2 separate regions of the Mus musculus genome follow, and region 2 is linked to region 1. The links are chromatin contacts, called in public HiChIP or PLAC-seq maps. All regions are on one chromosome and are shown on one strand. The core of a region is the stretch at or near the end of the contact, and the rest is flanking DNA. Distances in the headings are between cores, read along the strand shown.

Evidence for each region. HiChIP or PLAC-seq counts read pairs in DNA pulled down with a chosen protein or histone mark.
Region 2: an H3K27ac HiChIP or PLAC-seq map of heart atrium shows a contact between it and region 1, with 5 read pairs. The contact joins the enhancer-like site here to the promoter of Mfap4 in region 1. A contact is called at or near these places in 1 of 39 promoter capture datasets (liver), 7 of 115 datasets of contacts at active chromatin or transcription factors (bone marrow-derived macrophages, craniofacial prominence, embryonic stem cells and 3 more) and 3 of 9 other capture datasets (adipose tissue, liver and pancreatic islet).

What each region holds. Positions count from the first base shown.
Region 1 is chr11:61,482,472-61,488,788 of GRCm38.p6, reverse strand. Mfap4 (microfibrillar-associated protein 4) reads right to left here and starts at 3,358. Exons shown (of 6, transcript NM_029568.3): 1 at 3,304-3,358; 2 at 2,984-3,068; 3 at 2,597-2,751; 4 at 1,783-1,879; 5 at 1,528-1,710; 6 at 84-1,035. The coding sequence starts at 3,309. The coding sequence ends at 788.
Region 2 is chr11:61,587,787-61,594,203 of GRCm38.p6, reverse strand. No RefSeq gene overlaps it. Among named protein-coding and RNA genes, the nearest start is that of Epn2, 11 kb to the right of the region's middle. Within about 2 kb of position 3,818, at least 40 of the 459 cell types and tissues checked have an H3K27ac peak or open chromatin away from gene starts, as enhancers often do. A contact at or near this core is called in adipose tissue and heart atrium, where this site is marked.

The sequences.
Region 1 (6,317 bases), core at 2,109-4,608:
GGTAAACACACCAACAATGGTACAGTGAGGAAGAGCCAGGTGCTCATATTTGGAGCCAAGTAAATGTCTGTCCACAAAGCCAGTCCATCAGATCCTGAAGTTTATTGAGACCTCTGCTACCCACCCACTTCCAGCCCCACATATTGATCCCTGCTGCCTCTCATGACGATCGCTAGGGCAAGTAGGGGACCAAGTCAACAAGCCTATCTTTGCCATGACGACTTCAGAGTTGAGCAGTAGCCGTGGTGAGTATTGTTTTGGTGGTGAATTTTGAGGGATGAGTGAAGGCAGATGGGATTGGGCTCCATGATGCTCACGTAGGGAGTAAAGTGATGAGGCCAAGGTAGGAAGTATTCTGAGGAGAGCTATGTGAGTGCTGGGGTGTGGCAGTGTGCAAGAGCTGATTGGCAATGCCACAGGTGCTGCATGACTCTGTCGAGGGTAGCCCCAAACAGAAGGCTCTGCAGTAAGGAAACTGCTGAGGTGGGGTGCAAAAGCTGGCAGCTAGAAGGTAGCTTCTGGCTTTCAGCTGTCGTGAAGGGGTAGAAGCAACTTGGAGTTTTTAATGGATTTCAGCCAGATCCAGGCTAGGATGGCTCAGCCACAGAAAGGCCTGGAGGGCTGCTGACAGCCTAGCCTCAGGTGGAATGCATCAGGGCGTGGCTGTATGTGGGACAGGGATTTGCCAGGGCATGGCTGGTGCTCAGGAATTGTGGGTAAAGCGTGGAGGGAGAACATGGACCCTTGGGACTTCAGGGGAAAGATGGGGCCTGCTTGGGCCAGCCCCTCAGGCCCGACGAATTTTCATCTCCGTGCGCTTGAGGGAGTAATAGAAGCCTTTCCATTGGGCCCAATTGATGCCATTGGCATAGGAGAGATGGGAACCACCCAGGTAGAAACCGTTGAGATTGGCGAAATGGCAGCTTCGGAACCAGAAGGCTCCTGAGGAGAGGGCTGCACAGTTCTGCACGAAGAGGTCCTGGTCCCGATCAAAGGTGGAGAACTTCTGGCCACTGTGGTAGGACAGTGAGTCACCTGGCAAGAGGGAGGAAGACTAGAAAAACTGAGGCCAGGAGCTGAGAGGATGACAGCACTTGATGAATGACTCTTGGGATGACATGATGTGGCATCCTATCGGATGGGGGGCACCCTCCCTGAGCCACAAAGAGAACAGCTGTTCTTCTGCAGAGCTGCCTGGAGCAGGGCCACTTGGAGCAGGGCCAGGGTGGCTGTTCCCTGGGGCTGAGGTTCCTGTAGCTGAAGTTGGTCTGTGGAGAGCTATGACTCTTCTACACCCAGAAGGGTTGAGGGAGGGGCCTTAGGAACCAATGGAGCAGGGCCAATCCTACGTTACTGACCCCAATCCCTACTGACCCCACTCCCTACTGACCCCACCCCCTCCCCCACCACTGCCCCTGAAGAAGTTGAGAGAGGTACCCGCCCCACCCCCTACTGATCCTACCCCTTACTGACTCCCCCTACCCCCCCCCCCCCCGCCACTGCCCCTGAAGAAGCTGAGAGGGGTACCTGCCCCGCCATCCTCGAAGCCAGCCACGTAGAGGGTATAGCCATCCTCCTCAGCACTGATGGCGTTGGGGGAGATGGAGAAGTCAATGTACTTGGCATAGGCTGTGTTGTTCTCAAAGTCTTCCAAGTCCACGCGCAGCTCATACTTCTGCTTCAGTGTCAGGAGGTGCAGGTTCTGCAGCCCTAGGGACGGGTGGCAGCCGGTCAGCAGAGACTTGGCTGAGGGGCAGCCCCCACCCCATGGCCCCACCTTACCCAGCCAGTACTCCCCGTCAGCACGGCCAAAGCCCAGCTTGTAGTCGCTCCAGCCCCGGAAGAAACTCACTGAGCCGTTGAATCTTTTCTGGAAAACCTGGAAACAAGTGGACAAGGGGCTGGATGATGGAGGTCCAGTACCCTAGGGTGACTCTTAGCCATTTTGTTAGGGAACTGCTAAAACAGAACACACTCTCTGGCTCCAGGCCTCTCATTGAACATCTGCTGCTGAGAAGGGGGTATCTACCAGGCCCCTTGTCTGCTGAGAGACAGGAAGGGGAAAAGATTAAGAGGGAGCTGGGACCTGTAGACATAGCTTAGTGGCAAAGCACCCACTTAGCTTAGAGGCCCTGGGTTCCATCCCAGCACTGCATGATAAAACCAGCAGGAGGGCCGGGCGTGGTGGCCCACGCCTTTAATCCCAGCAATCGGGAGGCAGAGGCAGGCAGATTTCTGAATTCAAGGCCAGCCTGGTCTATAAAGTGAGTTCCAGGAGAAACCCTGTCTAGAAAACAACAACAACAACAAAAAAACCCAAAACCCATCAGGAGGATCTAGAATACTTGGCTGTGAGTTCATTACTGTGCCCGCCAAGGCTATTAATGCTACTTACCTGGGCTCGCAGTTCCTCATTTAGACAAGGCACCAACCTACCGCTGTGAGGACAGCATGCATTAGCTTCCTCAGGCAAGTAAGTGCTAGCAGCCCTGGATCCAGTCCCCATGAAGATGAAAAATCCACTTCACAGAGATGACAGCCGGGATCGCGCAGCTGCCTGAACCCCATCTGGCCTGAGGCCCCTTTGCCTACTCACCGTCCACTTGCCGCCCTCAGTTGTCATGTCGCAGAAGACGGGCACCGGCACACTGGGGCCATAGGGGTAGATGAGATACACGCCGTCTTCCTGATAGCCCTGGGCGTAGATATCATCACAGTCCAGGGGTTGCTGAAGACAGGACTTCTCCAGAGCTGCGAGTGGCAGTGTGGGGACCGTGAGGAGAAAGACTAAGGCATAAGGACACCCCCCTCCATATCCCAGTTTTGCTCCAGGCCTAAGGGACTCTATCAGGAGAAATCTGGAGATTTCTCTAGGGGGATACCTGCCACTTTGTAGAGGAGGAAGCAGTCCTGCAGAGCCTCACTTAGAATGGCCTCATCCAGCCTGCTGACCAGGCCGTGTCTGTGAATGGGGGCTGCTTACCATCTCCCCGGATCCCAGAGGCTTGCGGGGCGCAGGGGGGAGGCATGGAGAGCAGCATCAGCATCAGTGGCAGGGCTGGGAGGGCCTGGGGATGGGAAATGGGGTGAGTGTAGCCCCCAACATGGGCCAGACGCCTCCCACCTCCCAGGGCTCTCCCTGCCTGAACTCTGCCCTCTGTCTTTTTTACCCCCTCTCAACTTTCAGAGGAAGGCCCAATATCCCCAGAACTTAAGTTTCAAGAGAACTCCACTGAGCTTCGCTGTTCCCTATCTGGCAAGTGGCTTGTCTCCACAAATGGTCTTGATCCTCCAGGCCAGTACCTTCATGGTGTCAGCTCAGTTGAGAGAGGCTGGCTGTCTGGGGCCCCAGACTGCAGCCGCCCACAGTTATGTGTTGGGTCTGAGCCCACAGACCCAGCTCCGCCCCTGGAACTGCAGAATGCCCCCCACCCCCACCCCAACAACCGGCCCCCGGCATCAGCTTACACTGTCAGGGGCCAGAGGACCACCTGGGTCTCATTAGGCCTGTCAGAGAAGCACTGTGAACCAGACATTAACTCCTTACCAGCCGCAACTGTACCCTGGACCCCACTCTGCCTCCTGCCCTGCTGGACTTGTGGGTCCTTTGGCAACCCCCGCTGGCCTCTGCTCACCCCTCTGTTTCCTGACAGGCCCTCTGCAGATGTCTGCTTTCCTAACTAGTCTGCTCAAGAGGTGTCCCTGGGACTGAGACAGGGGTCTTCACTTGGCAATGGGAAGGCTAGGGGAGACGGTCCCAAAGCTCCCTATGAGGGAGCTGCCTGGCCTGGGAGGAGACAGGGCCAGCAGGGGCCCGAAGTCTCCTGGCAAGCTTGGGACATTTCTGAGCCATGAGCAGAAAGATACAGGCGGCCAGCAGCTCTGTCTGCCTCGACTGGAGCCAGGGCCCTCTCCAACTCCTTCCCAGCCCCCTCCCCTGCTGGGTGTCTGTACCCCCCACTCTTTCCCCTCCTACAGTTCCCTGGACCATCTGGGGTGCTTTTGTTTCTCCTCGCTCGGCCCCTCCTCCCTTCTAAGCCCATCTGCTCTCACCGCCGCCCGCCCGCCCGGCTGAGCCTCTCGAGCCCTCTCTCCTCCATCCTGGCTGAGCCCAATGCTGCTTTCCTTGTCCACCTTAAGCCTGGTTTCGGTGTGCCTCCCGCCACCCTGGCCACCCAGTCTCTTCTGATTTTGCTCTCTCCTCCTCCTCCCATTCTCTGTCGGCTGCAAGAGTGTCCCAGGTGCCTGATCTGTGTTCCCCTGTTTAAGCCTCCGGTGGCTCTCCATTCCTTCACGGCTGAGGCCAACATTTCCGACTGGGACTTGAAAGGAATTACCAGTCTGGCTCGACCTCCCTTCAAGCCCGTGCTCCTCGTGACTCCCTACACTTTGTCTGGCTACCCAGACTCCTGGCCAGCAGGCCCCTGGGCCTTTGCCTGGGCTGTTCCTCGTGGCGCCCACCGGCCTTTCCTTTTGTCTCTGAGTGCTAGTGGGTAGTGCTCATTGCCTCCCAGTTCTGCACACTCAGCACCCATCATAAAGCGTATGGATTCACCAAAGACAGATTTTTGTTTTTTTTTTTTGAGCACCTACTATGTGTTACACAATATGTTTGCTGCTGGGGATGCAGAATCAGCCCCTGGAGTGGCCTACGTGTTTTGGACAAAGAACCAAAAATGCCTTGAAGGGACACAAATGTAACAGGTGAGCATGTGAGAGATCCAGAGCAAAGAGATGGCTTAGATCCTTTCTCTCCATCCCTGGAAAAGGAGAAAAGACCCACGAAGAACCCCATTGGGCCTCCTTGACAGTGCCCACACCAACTTGTCCAAGCTGACCTGGAACTCACTCTGTAGACCAGGCTGGCCTCGAACTTAGAAATCCGCCTGCCTCTGCCTCCCAAGTGCTGGGGTTAAAGATGTGTTCCACCACACCCGGCCCAAAGGAGAAATCTTAACCTAATTAAATTCAATGTGAATTTGAGCAATTATAAACAAAGCAACACAAAACAAAAGTGATTTGCAAATTGGGCGGTCCAAGGCGAATTCAGACAACTCCCAGTAATAATAGGATCTGACAGCACTGAGAGGGAACGAGCGTGTGCAGAGACCGCTTAATTGGTTACAGCTTAGTTCCGTAATTGGTTTCAGAGCCGCCTGAAGTTAGTTGGAGTCAGAGTCAGTGCAGGAGCTGAAGCTGAACCAGGGGCCTCCCACAAATGCTATCTGGTGGACTGTAGTCATTAGTTAGCCAGATTCGCTCATCATCGTCATAAACATCCGATGGTTCTCCTTCGAGTGGGTTGTAGTCAACACAGTTTTCACCCTTGTCTGTGGAAGGCAGAGTTGGCCTCCTCACGATAATCACTCTTGCGTTAGTCCAGATTTTTAGCTGGCTCATTGTCCAGTCTCTCATGTGGCTGGGTGAGGTCACAGGTCTGAATTTTGGCCAATAAGATGCAAATGGAAGATGGATGGATCTTGGTTTTTCCTTCTGCTTCTGAAGCTGAGGGAGGGAGACCTAGCTGCTGCCTGGAACATGGGGATGAGGCCTTATGTGGGGAATGGCTGAGGTGAGACAGATAGACGCATGGTCCCTTCCTGCTGTGTGGAGTGGGTCTCAGGCCGGGCCTGCACCATCCTACCCTAAACCTTCTGTAGAAGAGAAAGAAACGTTCATCTAGTTGAAGCGTGTGGATTGTTCTTATAACACAAGTTGTCTCTAATTCTAATATTTCCTTCAACAAATACTAGCATAAAGCTACAGAAAGGCTGGCACACGCCTTTAATCACAGCACTTGGGAGGCAGAGGCAGGCAGATTTCTGAGGTCCAATCCAGCCTGGTCTACAGAGTGAGTTCCAGGACAGCCAGGACTACACAGAGAAACCCTGTCTCAAATAACAACAACAACAACAAAAGTTACAGAAAGGAAACTAAGGGTGTGTGTGTGTGTGTGTGTGGGGGGGGGGGTTATCGCAACAAATAAAACACACCTAAAGTTCAATAACAGAAACTTTTGAGGACATAACTAACAACTGTAGGAGTGAAAACTACAAAATGAATGAGCAGAGCTATAATATTTCATTAAAGCATTATAGATTTCTTTTGGTGGTAATGTGCGCCTGTGCTGTCCAGGGAGGTACTCTGCCGGCAGGTGTCCTTCCAAATAAATGCTAAGAGTTAGATCTATGAATTAGGGCAACTCCTTCTGAAGAGAAATGTGGTAGCAAATACAAGCAGTCAGTACTCCTCTGAAGATGTTGAAAGAATCACCCAGCCCACTAACAGGTTTTGTGTGTGTGTGTGTGTGTGTGTGT
Region 2 (6,417 bases), core at 2,569-5,068, 100 kb before region 1:
CAGTCTGTTTTACGGGAACACTTTATTAACCGCTCCTTCCCAGTGATGCAGTTCTGAATCCTTCCTGTAGCAGGGGGTCTTCACTCATGCCTGAAGATGTTTCTTGTCCCGGGTTTCGGCACCATTTCTTACACGCGCTCAACTGGCCAGGAAGAACGACGCTGCTACAGGATCCTTCTGCACACATTTATTCAGTCCTGTTTCTTCTTTCTCCATATATCTCCCTTGTTTATATCTCCCTCGTTTTTATATCTCCCTTGTTTATATCTCTCCCTTGTTTATATCTCCCCTGTTTGTATCTCTCCCTCGTTTATATCTCCCCCGAACCCTGGGCCTCTCACTCCTTTTATACTCTCTCTCATCCACGCACCGCAGGCCACGCCCCCTCGCCAGTCACGAGGCTTCAGCTAATCAGGGCAGCAGGGGCAAATCTCCACCAAATTGGATTCACCTGTATCCTGGTACACATGCGCAGCACTCAAGATGTTTGTGTCTTATATGAGGAAGTCAGGTGCAAGTCATATGACTTAGCTGCAGTCCCTGGCGCCTTTAGGACTGCCGCCACACCCGCTCCCCACAAAAAAAGACTCTGAGATCAGACCAGGTGCCTCGAAGGACCAGAAACCAGACCAACTGTCCGAAGAAGCACAGACCACGCCAAGTACCTGGAAAGGACACTCTCCAACTTGCTGAGCTGCCTGCAGGCTGTGCAGTATGCTCTAAATTCCCAACTTTGTAAGTTGTCATTGTGCTAGGGTGGGCTTTGATGGTACAGCTGTCTTTGAGTCATTTCTGCTCCTGAAAGTAACTCCTCACCCATATTCCTGTAAGTAACCCCATTAAAACTCATTGGTTCAGCAAACTAGATTTTGGTGGTATCTGTACTTTGGTCTGTGTGGCTTCCTTATCTGGGGTGAGTAGCTGTGTGTGCTGCATCTCCCCAGGGTAAGTTTTGTCACTCAACAGTAACCCCAGTGAAACTCAGATCTTGGTGTTATCTGTCCTGTGGTCTGTTATGAGCTCCCTGTCTGAGGTGAGTAGACTCTTAGGTGGCATCTTCCTAGGAAAAGTTTTGTCACATACAAAACTAGTAGGCTAGGCTCCATCCTCCTGCCTCAGCAGTATGGGCACATACAACCCTACCTAGTCCCTGGCAGTAATTCTTTACCACCATGGGCCTTGTAAGGTGGGGTTGTGTAGAGCCATTTGTAGTACATGATTTGAGTTTCTCCGCTCTACCACCCTTAGCCATGCCTGTGCAGACCTTGTTCCCATTTCTCTCAATTCAGAGTGCTCAGATATGCTATGAGCTTTGGTTTTCTTACTACAGTGTCGGAGCTGTGTCCCTAGCTGGCAGGGGATCACAGGAAGGCCAACTGCTACTCCCTCCCAAACCTATCTCTGATCTGACACCTTGTGCCTACAACCTTGGGCTGAGTTTGGAGCTCAGTTTATGATGTCTCACTAGACACCAGGTATAGCCCCAGCCAAACTCAACCAAACTTATGGTCCAGCTTCACTGGGGTATCTGGTCTCTTCTCTCTTGGCTCAACAAATATTCACAGGCATCTCTGTTTCTGACCCAACAAATGTTCCCAGGCATTGCTGTCTGCAGCCAGGACTTGACACAAGTCAGAACCACAAGTAAATAAGAACAGTCCCACAGATTACATCCTAACTAGGATAAGTCTATCTAGGGGATGGGTATTAGTAGGATGAGCAGCCAGAGGCAAGGTCACCTAATCTCCAATCTTGTTATCATTGGCCAGAGCAACCATGAGAAGGGGTGTGTGGGTAGGGGTGGGGGGCTGCACACATTCATGTTCAGAAATGGCCATGGACAGGCATCAGGGGCCAAAGATGCTAAGAAACTGTGGTCTGAGATGCCTGAAGAACAGGACTAGCAGACGAGCCAGAGAGCAGTCCTGTTCCATGCTGGAGCTCAGTTTCCCCATCTGTGCAATGGATGTGAAAGCAAGACCGGGATGGGGATTGGCAGGTGCCGGCTGGTTAACCTGCCCTTCTGCCTTTGCCTGGTGTGTAGGAGGCTTGTGCTTAGCAGCCCAGATGGACAGAATGGGGGTGCTACTTGTCATCCTTTTGCTCAGAGCCTCTCAGCTAAGCACATTTACACCAATTATTAGTAATAGTTGCTGTATATTTTCAACTTATCTTTCTTTTTCTTTAAGACAGGGTTTATGTAGCCAAGGCTAGACTTGAACTCTTTGTTTAGCCAGCCAAGGATGACCTTGAACTCCTGATTCTCCTGCTTCATCCCCCCCCCCCCCAAACAACAAAAGTTTGGGGGATATTTTTGCATGTGGCTAAAATTTGCATTCTCCTACTCTATAGGGCCCCTGGTCTTCTGTCTTTTTTTTTTTTTTTTTTTTTTTTTTTTTTTTTTTTTTTTTTTTTGAGACAGGGTTTCTCTGTATAGCCCTGGCTGTCCTAGAACTCACTCTGTAGACCAGGCTGGCCTCGAACTCAGAAATCTGCCTGCCTCTTCCTCCCAAATGCTGGGATTAAAGGCGTGTGCCTGGATTGTTATACCTTAACGTTTCAGTAGCTATGTCTGTGTCACTTCTGAAGGCTCAGAGATAGATTTGTGGCCTCAGTCCTGCAAAGTAAAAGCAAGGGCAGAGGCAGCAAGAGAGCTGACTACACGTGTCCAGGCTTTTAGATCACCCTGCTGATGCTGAGCTCTGTCAGCCTGGCCCTGAGCTGCTTCCTATGCATAGAGCAATGCCCTGCTACTCTGAGTTAGCAGTTCACCCATCACTGGCAGAGGCAAAGACAGCTCAGAGCTCAGAGATTAACAGTGACCTATTCCCAGTCACACAGCAGTGGTGTGGCAGGGCCTCCTTGCTAGGAACTGTGCTTTCAACCACTGCATATAGGGTGTATCTAGACTGGGAGGGGGGGGCAGTTTCCAAATGGGAAGGCAGGAAAGAAGGAATAGTTTCTCCAGCCTACTCCATAGATCCTTATAGATCCTTTTCCCCACTAATGACAAGGTGCAGTTGCCTGCCTGGCTTTTTCCTACTTGGTCTGCGTGAGAACATCTGGGCAGGGCCTGGCCTCGGGGTCCTGGTGGCTTCTCCTTCTTTTCTGAGGATTAAGATTATGGCTATTCTCAAAGCAGCACTACATAGTTGGGGCAGCCCCAAAGGTCACACCACATTTCCTTGTATACACAGCACTTTCAAATCTTAGGAGGAATAGGAATCTCTCCTTCAGTGAGTAATGCAAATGAAGTGGGAGTATTCTATCCATTTTTTTTTTAAACAGCTGAGAGAAATGAGGTTCAGACAGGAAATTGAGGAAACAGAGTGTGGACGCATTCTGACCTGACCCCTCTCATGAGACCCTGGCAGAAGTCTTAAGATAGTAATGTTATGCTTGTTAGCTCTAGCGAGCTGGTTGGAAAGTGAAGGCCCTGAGGGAGGCAATGTCAACTCTTCAGAGGCGGAGCTAGGATTTGTTTGGACCACGGCACTGGAGACCACACATCCAGCGAGCTCATCCCAGTCTCAGATTTGGACATTTTGTTCCAAATGATCAGCTGATGCTGGCATAGACTGTGATGCAGGCTAGGAGCCATCAGACTACTGGGGACAGTTCCCAGCTTGGTGGCAACTTTTTTCTCTCTACATTTTTTTTTTTTTTAAACAAGCAGGAAGTGATTTGTTACTGCGTATAAAACATGGGTGAAAGGGCCTGGGGTAAAAACCAACCCGATTCAAGCATGAATTCAGTGAGTATTCTGAGCTGATTCAATCTCAGCAAATAAGGGAGGCATAAGTAGGAACAGAGGCTTAGCACAGTTCACTGTCTTTCACGAAGGGTGTGAATGAGCCACGGTCCTGGGAGAACTGCTGTTTTAGTGCATGATTAAACCACAGTTGGAGAAGAAAGGCATCAAGTGAAGTTCTTTGGTCTGGAGAAACGATATGTACTATGCAACATATACCCCGGCCAAACAATGGCCTTGCCGCCTCAGAGGGCTACCTGAGGAGAGAGGGGTTTGTGGAAAGAAATGGAGCAGCCCAGGCAAGATCACCACTTTCCCAGACAGCTTCAGTACCTCAGAAGGGAGATTTGACAAGCAAATTCTCTTTTGCTTGTTTTTCTGTTTGTTTTGAGACAGGGTCTCACTGTGTAGCTCTGGCTATCCTGGAACTCACTATGTAGACCAGGCTAGCCTTAAACTCCAACTGCCTCTGCCTCTCTAATGCTGGATTACTACCACCCCTTCTATTCTTTGTTTTTTTTTTTTTTTTTTTTGGTTTTTCGAGACAGGGTTTCTCTGTATAGTCCTGGCTGTCCTGGAGCTCACTTTGTAGACCAGGCTGGCCTCGAACTCAGAAATCCACCTGCCTCTGCCTCCCGAGTGCTGGGATTAAAGGCGTGCGCCACCACGCCCGGCTCACCCCTTCTATTCTTAACACACAGGGTAGATGCTACAGTTAACCCAATGGAGGAGCCTCATGTGGGTGAGAGGTCAGCTGACAGCACACAAACTGTCCTTGGTTGCTAGCATAAATCCTACCTTTGGGTCTGAGTACCCAAGATAAGTTCCTGTCTAGCAGGAACCGTGGAATTGCTTCTTCTTCCTCTTCCTGTGTAGGAGTCAAGGTTAGGTGTTTTCAGGCTCTTGGTCTCATATCCAAAGAACTGAAAATAAGGACTCACACTGATTTGCAAAAGAAGCAAGATCAGACATTATCATACAGATTAAAAGGAATATACTGTCAAGACTGATGCTGGGCCTCATGGGTGAGGATATTCAAGGGACTTCCTCTTATGGGGGACAAAAGCAGAAAGAATGAGGGGGCAAAAGGGTGAAATTTGTGATTCTCTTTTCTTTGTTGTTTCTATCTACAGAGTGAGTGCCTTTCCATGATATATCTGCGTTTAATCATATATGTTGCCAATTATGCATATACATAAAATGGTAAAAACCCAAAAACCTAAAAGTTTACACCAGGACATAGTTTTGCCTTGTAGCACATCTATCACAACTAGTTCGGGCCCAATAGGTCTTTCTATGATTTATACTGGATACCTTGGAAACATATTGGAGTAGAAACTGTCTAAGGTTAACTTTTGTTATGGGTGGAAAGACTTATACTGTTGGTTAGAAAGAGGTGTACTTGTAGCCCGATGTAGGTGGGGGTTTGAAGCTGCTAGATACATTGTTTGGACAATGGTGTGTGTGTGTGTGTGTGTGTGTGTGTGTGTTTTACAGGCAAAAGAGCTAGACTGTCAAAAGTGCTGTGCTTTGTCACAAGGAACTGGGAGGAACTGGGACGGTTTGAATTCAAACCCAGTAGAGCCCTAGATTGCTACTTTGTTCTCTGTTTCTCTGCCTCAGTACCCAGGACCCTCCCCACAATTGAGCTATGTTTTCTGCTCCTCTCCCTTTTATTTGGGAACAAGGATTCACCTAAGTACTTAGGCAGGTCTTGAGCTGGGCTCCTAAACACTGGGACCACAGGCCTGCACCACCAGGCATGGCTGGAACTGTTCTTGAACTCACCTGGAGAACACATCTGCACAGGAGGGTGAAGACAAATTGGATGGTGGCATGCAGCACTGCCTCTAGGAAGAGGATGCAGGGGACACCATTCTTGGTCCCATGGAACTTTTAGTGATGCCAAGGCATTCAGAACAAGGCCATAGAGGCCAGGGTGTGACTCTGGACTAGATACCTGCTTAGGCATGTGCAAGGATCTGGGTTTCATATCCAAGGCTGAGGGGGAAAAAGACAAGAAAAGCAAGCCACTCCTTCTTACACTGCACTGGTACGGAAAAGCTCTGAGATGCACTTCTGGAAGACACAAGCCGGAGGCTGCACACACAGAGCACCACTCCACATGTGTGGGGGTGCAGACCATGCAGCCATCCTGCCTCAACTGTTCCATCAGCTATACCACGTATGTGACCATGACCTCCTGGGATTGTAGCACCAGCTGACATCTTAGCGTCACAGCTCTTAGCTTGTATAAGCATGGACTATGATGTTTGTACAGACTAGACCAGGCAGAGGAGGGCTTTGTTTGTGTAAGACGAGGCTGTTGTTCAATTCCCTGCCCTCTGCCTCCTGAGTGATGATGGAGTTAAAGGCTCAAAGGTGTGGGTCACTATGCTCCATTTTGGGGGACATTTAAAAAAAATTCTCAGTTATTTCTAAAAAGAATTATTTTAATTTTTACATGGCTGTGTTTCTTGGTATCTATACCACATGCATGATCTTGGAGGCCAGAAGAGGATATTGGATCCCTGGATCTGGAATTACAGGCTGGTGTGAGCTGCCTGCTGTGGTACTGGGAACCGAGCTCTGGTCCACTGGAGGAGCAGCAATTTCTTTCAATCACTGAGGCAGCCCTTTCATCTCTCCAGACCTTTCTTAGTTAT